2 separate regions of the Mus musculus genome follow, and region 2 is linked to region 1. Evidence: chromatin contacts called from public HiChIP or PLAC-seq data. All regions are on one chromosome and are shown on one strand. Each heading gives the region's core, a stretch centred on a gene start, on an enhancer-like site or on the middle of the called end of the contact. The rest is flanking DNA. Distances are from core to core; before and after follow the strand shown.

What was found. HiChIP or PLAC-seq counts read pairs in DNA pulled down with a chosen protein or histone mark.
Region 2: an H3K27ac HiChIP or PLAC-seq map of embryonic stem cells shows a contact between it and region 1, with 2.3 times the contacts expected there. The contact joins two enhancer-like sites. A contact is called at or near these places in 1 of 15 datasets of contacts at CTCF or cohesin (the NIH/3T3 cell line), 2 of 484 Hi-C or Micro-C datasets (the MNK3 cell line and bone marrow-derived macrophages), 2 of 115 datasets of contacts at active chromatin or transcription factors (embryonic stem cells and microglia) and 1 of 9 other capture datasets (liver).

The regions. Positions count from the first base shown.
Region 1 is chr3:116,527,883-116,531,370 of GRCm38.p6, forward strand. The region is part of intron 3 of Dbt (dihydrolipoamide branched chain transacylase E2); the gene reads left to right. It also overlaps the pseudogene Gm4596. Among named protein-coding and RNA genes, the nearest start is that of Dbt, 17 kb to the left of the region's middle. Within about 2 kb of position 2,034, at least 11 of the 459 cell types and tissues checked have an H3K27ac peak or open chromatin away from gene starts, as enhancers often do. A contact at or near this core is called in embryonic stem cells, where this site is marked.
Region 2 is chr3:116,834,439-116,837,839 of GRCm38.p6, forward strand. Gm40128 (a long non-coding RNA gene) reads right to left here. Exons shown (of 3, transcript XR_867574.1): 2 at 2,272-2,573; 3 at 919-1,846. Among named protein-coding and RNA genes, the nearest start is that of Gm40128, 5.4 kb to the right of the region's middle. Within about 2 kb of position 1,748, at least 135 of the 459 cell types and tissues checked have an H3K27ac peak or open chromatin away from gene starts, as enhancers often do. A contact at or near this core is called in embryonic stem cells, where this site is marked.

The sequences.
Region 1 (3,488 bases), core at 784-3,283:
AAATTTCCGAATCTTGGGCAACTGATCTCGTGTAACTACTTTACAGTTTCTAAAAGCAGTTATTGTCCAAAGCTGAAAGAACTTAAGTCTTCTCAAATGAGCATGTGAATGAATGGAGGGTGGTAAACGAAAAAGAAAATTAAAAAATATGAGGTCTGATAGGGGAGCAACTGGATAAGAAAATCAAAAAAGGAACAGTAATTTAAAGTTTATTCCAGCTATAACGCAGGTTAGTCTGACTGTAAGGTAGCATCATACGGCATACTTCTGAGACCATTCCCGAGATATTCTGTTGTACGTATCTCTGTCTGTTTTATAGATCCATGCAATCTCTGGCACTAGGGGGTCATCTGGGTTTGGATCACATATCAGTGAACAAATGGATAAAAGAACTTTGGAAATAGTTAAAGCAGGAGACCACTGTGATCTTAGAATATCAAGACAAATGCTGCCATTACTGTTACTATTTGGATGATAAATTCTTGTTGTAAATGCAACCTTAGGTGGTTTGAAGGGGTAGTCTGTAGGAAAATGAATTGTCAAAAAGAATACACCACCTTGATATGGGCTGTCATTAGGTCCCCTAATTGTGGCTTGCCAATGAAACATGTCATCTCCAACTGGACCTGCAGGACACTGTGCTGGAGGGTCAAGGGCCAAATCACTAAGTTCCTTATTAATCAGTTTCAGCGCCATAGTCTGCTTTTCTCCGGGCTCCTCACTATCCCATTGTGTACTCAAAGGTCCGGCCAAAACTCTTGATTATCCTGGCGACAGGGAAGGATTGTCTCTTCTTCTCACACCGGCTCTGCCAGACACAGGTGCCACCATGTATCTGTCCGCAGGGGGAGGGTTAAAGAGGCGTGGTTTGCCTCCCTTGCTTAGGCCGGGTGGACTTGCCACCCTCTTGCCTTTGGAACAGCACCTTCTTACTAAAACTGATCGGAGGTCGGACTGGAAGCTATTTTATTTATTTTTTTACAGTCCATATTTTATTTCCCACCCTCTGACTGTTCCACATCCCATACCTCCTCCCCATCCCGCTGTATCCACATAGATGTCCCCACCCCTCAACCCAACCAAACTTCTAAACTCCCTGGGGCCTCCAGCCTCATGAGGGTTAGGGGCATCATCCCTGAACGAACACAGACCCTGAAGTCCTCTACTGTATGTGTGTTGGGTTATTATTTTTTTTAATTATCTCTTATATATTTGAGATTATAATATATCATTTCTCCCTTCCCTTTCTTCCCTCCAAACTCTCCATATACCTGTTCTTTTTCAAATTCATGGCTTCTTTTCATTAATTGTGTGTGTACATATATATATATATATATATATATGTATATATATATATATATATATACATATATATTACATATTCTACATATGGATATTCATACATACATACATATAATTTTCAGATACATAAATAGGACCTGCTCAGTCTATATAATGTTACTTGTATTATGCCTTCAGAGCTTGTCACTTGGTAATGGACACCCACTGTACTCTCCCTGGGGAACAGCGCTTCTCCTCTCTCAGCATTCCTTAGCTGCCTGTAGTTCTGTAGGGTTGAGGCCTCATCGTTTTCCTGTCCACTTTGGCATGTCTGCTGTTGTCCTTGTTTAGCTCACATTCAGGTGGTGGTGCTGGCGAGACTTGATGGGTGTAGCTTCTGACATTACTAGGAGACAAATCTTACAACAAATTCCATGATCCTCTGACTCAGCATCTTTCCGTCCCGTTTTGCTCAAGGAGAAGGCTTAGCTTTGAGAGTGTTCTGTAGAATACCCACTGGGACTGGGCTCCACACCTCTGCATTCTGACTGGCTGTTGTTTTGTATAATGGTCTCTGAGAAGTTTCTTTGATAGGGGAATGAGGATGCACTGACCTGTGCGTATAAGGACAGATGTTTAGGATGAAGCTAGAAATTTTTCAGGTTTAGTGAAGTGAGGGCTGTAGGCTCTCCTCTCAGATCCATAACTCACTAGCCCTGGGTGGTTGTCTGGGTTTTTGTACTAGCCTGAGTGACCTTGAGTCTAATCAGGGAGCTGTTGGGAGCCACAGGGAACCCCTGCTGCATGCTTAGGGCTGTTGTGCAAGCATGCTGGTCTTTGTTGTGGCTCACAGGTGTCATAGCTGCGGGGGGGGGGGGGGGGGGGACGACTGTCGATTGCCTCCCTCCTTTGGAAGCTTGCAGGACTGGAGTCAGTTCCAGCTCAGGGGCCTCTGGGCCTGTGTCTGAAGTGTGTCGTGTTGTTTCCGAGTTAGGGACTTGCATTCCGCCTCTAGGGTTTCCAAGGGCAATAGCAATAGTCTGTGATGATGAGGAAGTCTCTTGGGTAGTTCTGAGCAACACCTCAAAAGAGGCCATCTCATGCCTGGTGTGGAACTTTGGAAGGAGCATTGTCAGCCCAAATGGGAAAATTTCATTTAAACTATTTATACACAGACTTAGTATATTACAGAGTTTATTTTGTTTTGTGTTTGTGTAGGTAGGTAGTTAATAGTATCATTCCTTGTGCCCTTTTTAGACCTCCTTAATCTTACTGTATCTCTCTCTTACTTTTGTATTTATCTTCTTCCCACCTCCCTAGTTCGTGCCCCTCATCTTTCCAGTTTTCCCTATCAGATCCCGTGTGCTCTGCTGTTCTCTCTGTTGTTCCTGACTCTACCGCCCTAGCAATAGTCCCTTTCTGTAGTGTGTGTTTCTGTAGTTTTCCAGAATATGTGCTCACATCTAAAGAGTTGGGGCTTGGAGCCTCAGAACAAGGAGAGCATGGTATGATGTCTGTCTGTCTTTCTGGGTCTAGTTCCACCCACTCACCTGGAGAGCATGATGTCTGTCTGTCCTTCTGGATCTAGTTCCACCCACTCACCTGGAGAGCATGATGTCTGTCTGTCCTTCTGGATCTAGTTCCACCCACTCACCTGGAGAGCATGATGTCTGTCCTTCTGGCTCTAGTTCCACCCACTCACCTACAAAGTCCATGGTTTCATTTCTTTTTGCTGCTGCACAGTATTCCAGGTGTGCATTATGTCACATTTCCCTTGTCCTTTCACCAGCTGAAGGACATTTGGGTTGTTTCCATTTCCCAGCTATTGTGAACAGCAGCAGTCAGCAAGAACCATGCCAAGCAAGTATCTGGGAAGTGGGATGTACGGCTCCTTTGGGCAGATGCCAACAAGTAGAACGGCAGGCTCATATGGTAGATTTAGTCTAGCTTTTTGAGAATTCTCCACAGATGTGAGATTGCCAGAGTGGCCTAACCAGTTTGCCATCCCACCAACAGTGAGGGAGGGTTCCCTTCCCCGCACTCCTAGAGTTCGTTGTCACTTGTGTTGCTGCTGATCTTTGTCACTGTGACTTGGGTAAAATGAGTCCTCAAAGTTGTTTTGATTTGTATTTTCCAAATTGCTATGGAAAATGAACATTTTTTTTGAAATTTTTTTAGCTTTTTGTTTTTTTTCTTTCTTTTAAGAA
Region 2 (3,401 bases), core at 498-2,997, 310 kb after region 1:
CAGTCAACCTTACCCAGTTTCCTGGCACGGACCACTGCGCCACAGGACTCATCTGGTTGGTCTCTCGGGCAAACTCAGTAAAATGAAAAGAGAGAACGAGCAGGCATCATACCTGCTTGCCGTTGTTTTGGGGACGCCCAAAAGAGTTCAGGGTTTTGTCAAAACCAAGTCACTGGAGAGTTTAATTTTCCTTGGGGGGAGGGCAGAATTCTCTTGTGTGTTTGTTGCTACAGTCAAAGGTGAGCTTACTCTAGGAGAGCTAACAGAAGACACTGCTCAGACTGTAAGCGGGAGAGTTTTATAAGGGAAGAGGTCATGTTACTGACACGACTGACCCAGAAACCCACAGAACTACAAACACACATTATCAAGCTTTCTCCATGTTGTTTGCAACATTTATGGTGGATATTTTTGTTTTGGTTTGGTTTTGTTTTTCGAGACGGGGTTTCTCTGTATAGCCCTGGCTGTCCTGGAACTCACTTTGTAGACCAGGCTGGCCTCGAACTCAGAAATCTGCCTGCCTCTGCCTCCCGAGTGCTGGAGTTTAAAGGCGTGTGCTACCACGCCCGGCTGATATTTTTTAATGTTGCTTTCAACTTGTTTGCTATTTTCAGCAAGCGATTACCACAACACACACATACATCATGCATATATACATACATGCATATATACACACATACAGGCATGCATGCATACATATATAATTTTGCGTCAGGGGCATGGAAGTCTGTAATTTAAGATTAAAGCTATGTAGGGCTGGAGAGACATCTCAATGGTTAAGAATACTTGTTCTTGCAGAGGACCTGGGTTTATTTCCTAGTACCCATGTGGCAGGTAACAGCCATCTGTAACTTCAGTTTCATGAGGTCTGACGCTCTCTGTGGGTCGACGGGGCACCTAGTGCACACACAATCATGCAAGCAAGATATTCTTGATCACAACATAAAATAAATAAGCATTTATAAATGGGTTAAAGCTATCACTTAACTTAGGCTGTAAAAGCTGATTCCATGTACAATCCAAGATATAGTGAGGTTGGGTATATTGTTCTCTCAAAGGCAGGTTAAACGTAAATAGGCTGAATGCATAGTAGGACAGCAGGTTAAGTATGCAGTCTTGAATGCTCTCTAGGCACCTTATTAACATGGTGGCAAGATCTGGGAAATTAGTTTATTTTTAATGCAAGAGGTGTTTTCATAAAAAATGTGTCACTACAATTTCCTTTGTCTCTGTTCATAGCACTATAACAAAATGCCAGCTATTATGTACTTTACAGTTGCGAAGCCTTACAGTTGTAAACCACGATCGAGGATACTGAAGGTTTGATGTCTAAGGAGGCTTCATTTCCTGCTGCCTAGATGATGCCTTTCTGAATCTTCACAGGGTAGAAGCCAGCGAGTTTCTGAAGCTTCTTCACTGAGGGCACGAATTCTGGACCAACTCTGAACAAGACGGGCTTTACCCGACACCGACTGCGATACAGTTGTGACTTAGACATGTGGGCTCTTGGACTGTGGAAGTCTCCTTAAGTCCCTGTTTCAGGGGGGCCCTCATTGCTGCTCCCCAGTCACTGTTGCTCTGCGGGTTATGCAGGATACAGCCCTTTGTCTTTATTGGGGACATATCAGGGACGGAGCTTTACGGGGATGGAGGAATAAAAAACAAGCAAGCACCTCCCTTGCCATTCAAGGACCAGACAGGGGGAGCCGTGAGCTGCCATAAAAGGAAATGAACTTGTTCTTCCTCGGAGTCAGGCATTCGGAACACAATGTCCTGGTGTCTGCTGCCCCCGTGTGGACATTTACATGTGTTGACTTCAGTCTTGGGTTTTCCTTATTAGGTGGTTCTATGCCCAAAGAAAGAATAGGTCAGATACAAAGAATTTTTTTTTTTTTGGAGGGGGGGGGGTGTTCGAGACAGGGTTTCTCTGTGTGGCCCTGGCTGTCCTGGAACTCACTCTGTAGACCAGGCTGGCCACGAACTCAGAAATCCGCCTGCCTCTGCCTCCCAAGTGTTGGGATTAAAGGCGTGCGCCACCATGCCCGGCTAGATACAAAGAATTTAAGGCGTCCTTCTGCCTCAGCTTGTCCCCAAATCCCTCTAGGTTCCCTGTGCTCTAAGGGTCACACGTATCCACTGCCTTTTTCTCCTTGGTGGTATGCTATCCTGAAGCAGGACTAAGTCCACACTGGATCTCCCCTGCCTTTAAGAGCTTTTGAAGAATCAGCTTGGGGAATGGAAACCTCCAGAGAATCGCCCTTTTCTCCTTACCTTGAATGTAGATGGCACGCACGACTAGTTTGCCATTGGCATAGCGGACAGGATGGCTTGTTATGTCTATGATTTCGTCCTGTGGTGTACGTATAATGTCCCGGCTGTCTCAGTCGCTTTCTGGGCTCGCATATGTGACTACGTAGCCACACTATGAAGTGCTGTGAAAAGGAGCTGAGTGTGGTGATGGATGTCAGCCTTCAAGAAATGGAGCCATTGGTGCAGGAGGACAAGCGCAGTCGTATTTCTCTAACAATCACATGAACCCAGAGGCAGATCACTCTCCAGTTGAGATCCGAGCCCTGGAAAATACCCGGATTGCAGGTGAAAACCAGAGGGCTGCATGAATCTGTGCCTAGATTCTGTTAGGGAAGAAACGTGTGCTGTTTTTTTTTTTTTTAACCAGCGGGTGTCTGCGAACCTTTGCTATCGACAGAGAAACAGAACTCTGCTCTTTGGTTTTTACTTATGACTTCCCTGTCCGCGGGACCGCATCACACATCCTAGTCTGTGTTCTAGTTTGCTGTCTGGTGCTGTGATAAATACCAGGATCAAAAGCAGCTAGGGGAAGAAAGGGTTTGCTTGACTCGAATGTCTCTATCACAGTCCACTGTAAAGAGAAGTCAGGGCAAGAGGAGAAGCAGGAACTGAAGCAGAAACCAGGGAGGAGCACTGACAGCGTAGTACACTCAGCTTGATTGCCTGCCTCCCTCCTTTCCTTCCTTCCTTCTTTTTTGTTTGTTTGTTTGTTTGTTTGTTTGTTTGTTTGAGACAGGTTTCTCTGTTTTACCCTGGCTGTCCTGGAACTCACTCTGTAGGCCAGGCCAGCCTAGACCTCAGAGATCTGCCTGCCTTTACCTCCGCAGTGCTGGGATTAAAGGCATGGGCTACCATGCCTGGTTCTCAGCTTGCTTTCTTATACACCCCAGGACCACTGCCCATGGTGATCTGATTCCTCCAACATCCATTATTAATCAATAAAATTCCCTGCAGACATGTGCACAGGACAGTCTGATGGAGGCAATTGGAGTTGAGGTTCCCTCTTCCCAGATAACCCTACCTGTGTTCAGTTGACCAAAATTTAACCAGCACAGTTAAGTTTTTGAAAATCAATACAATCAACAAATAAC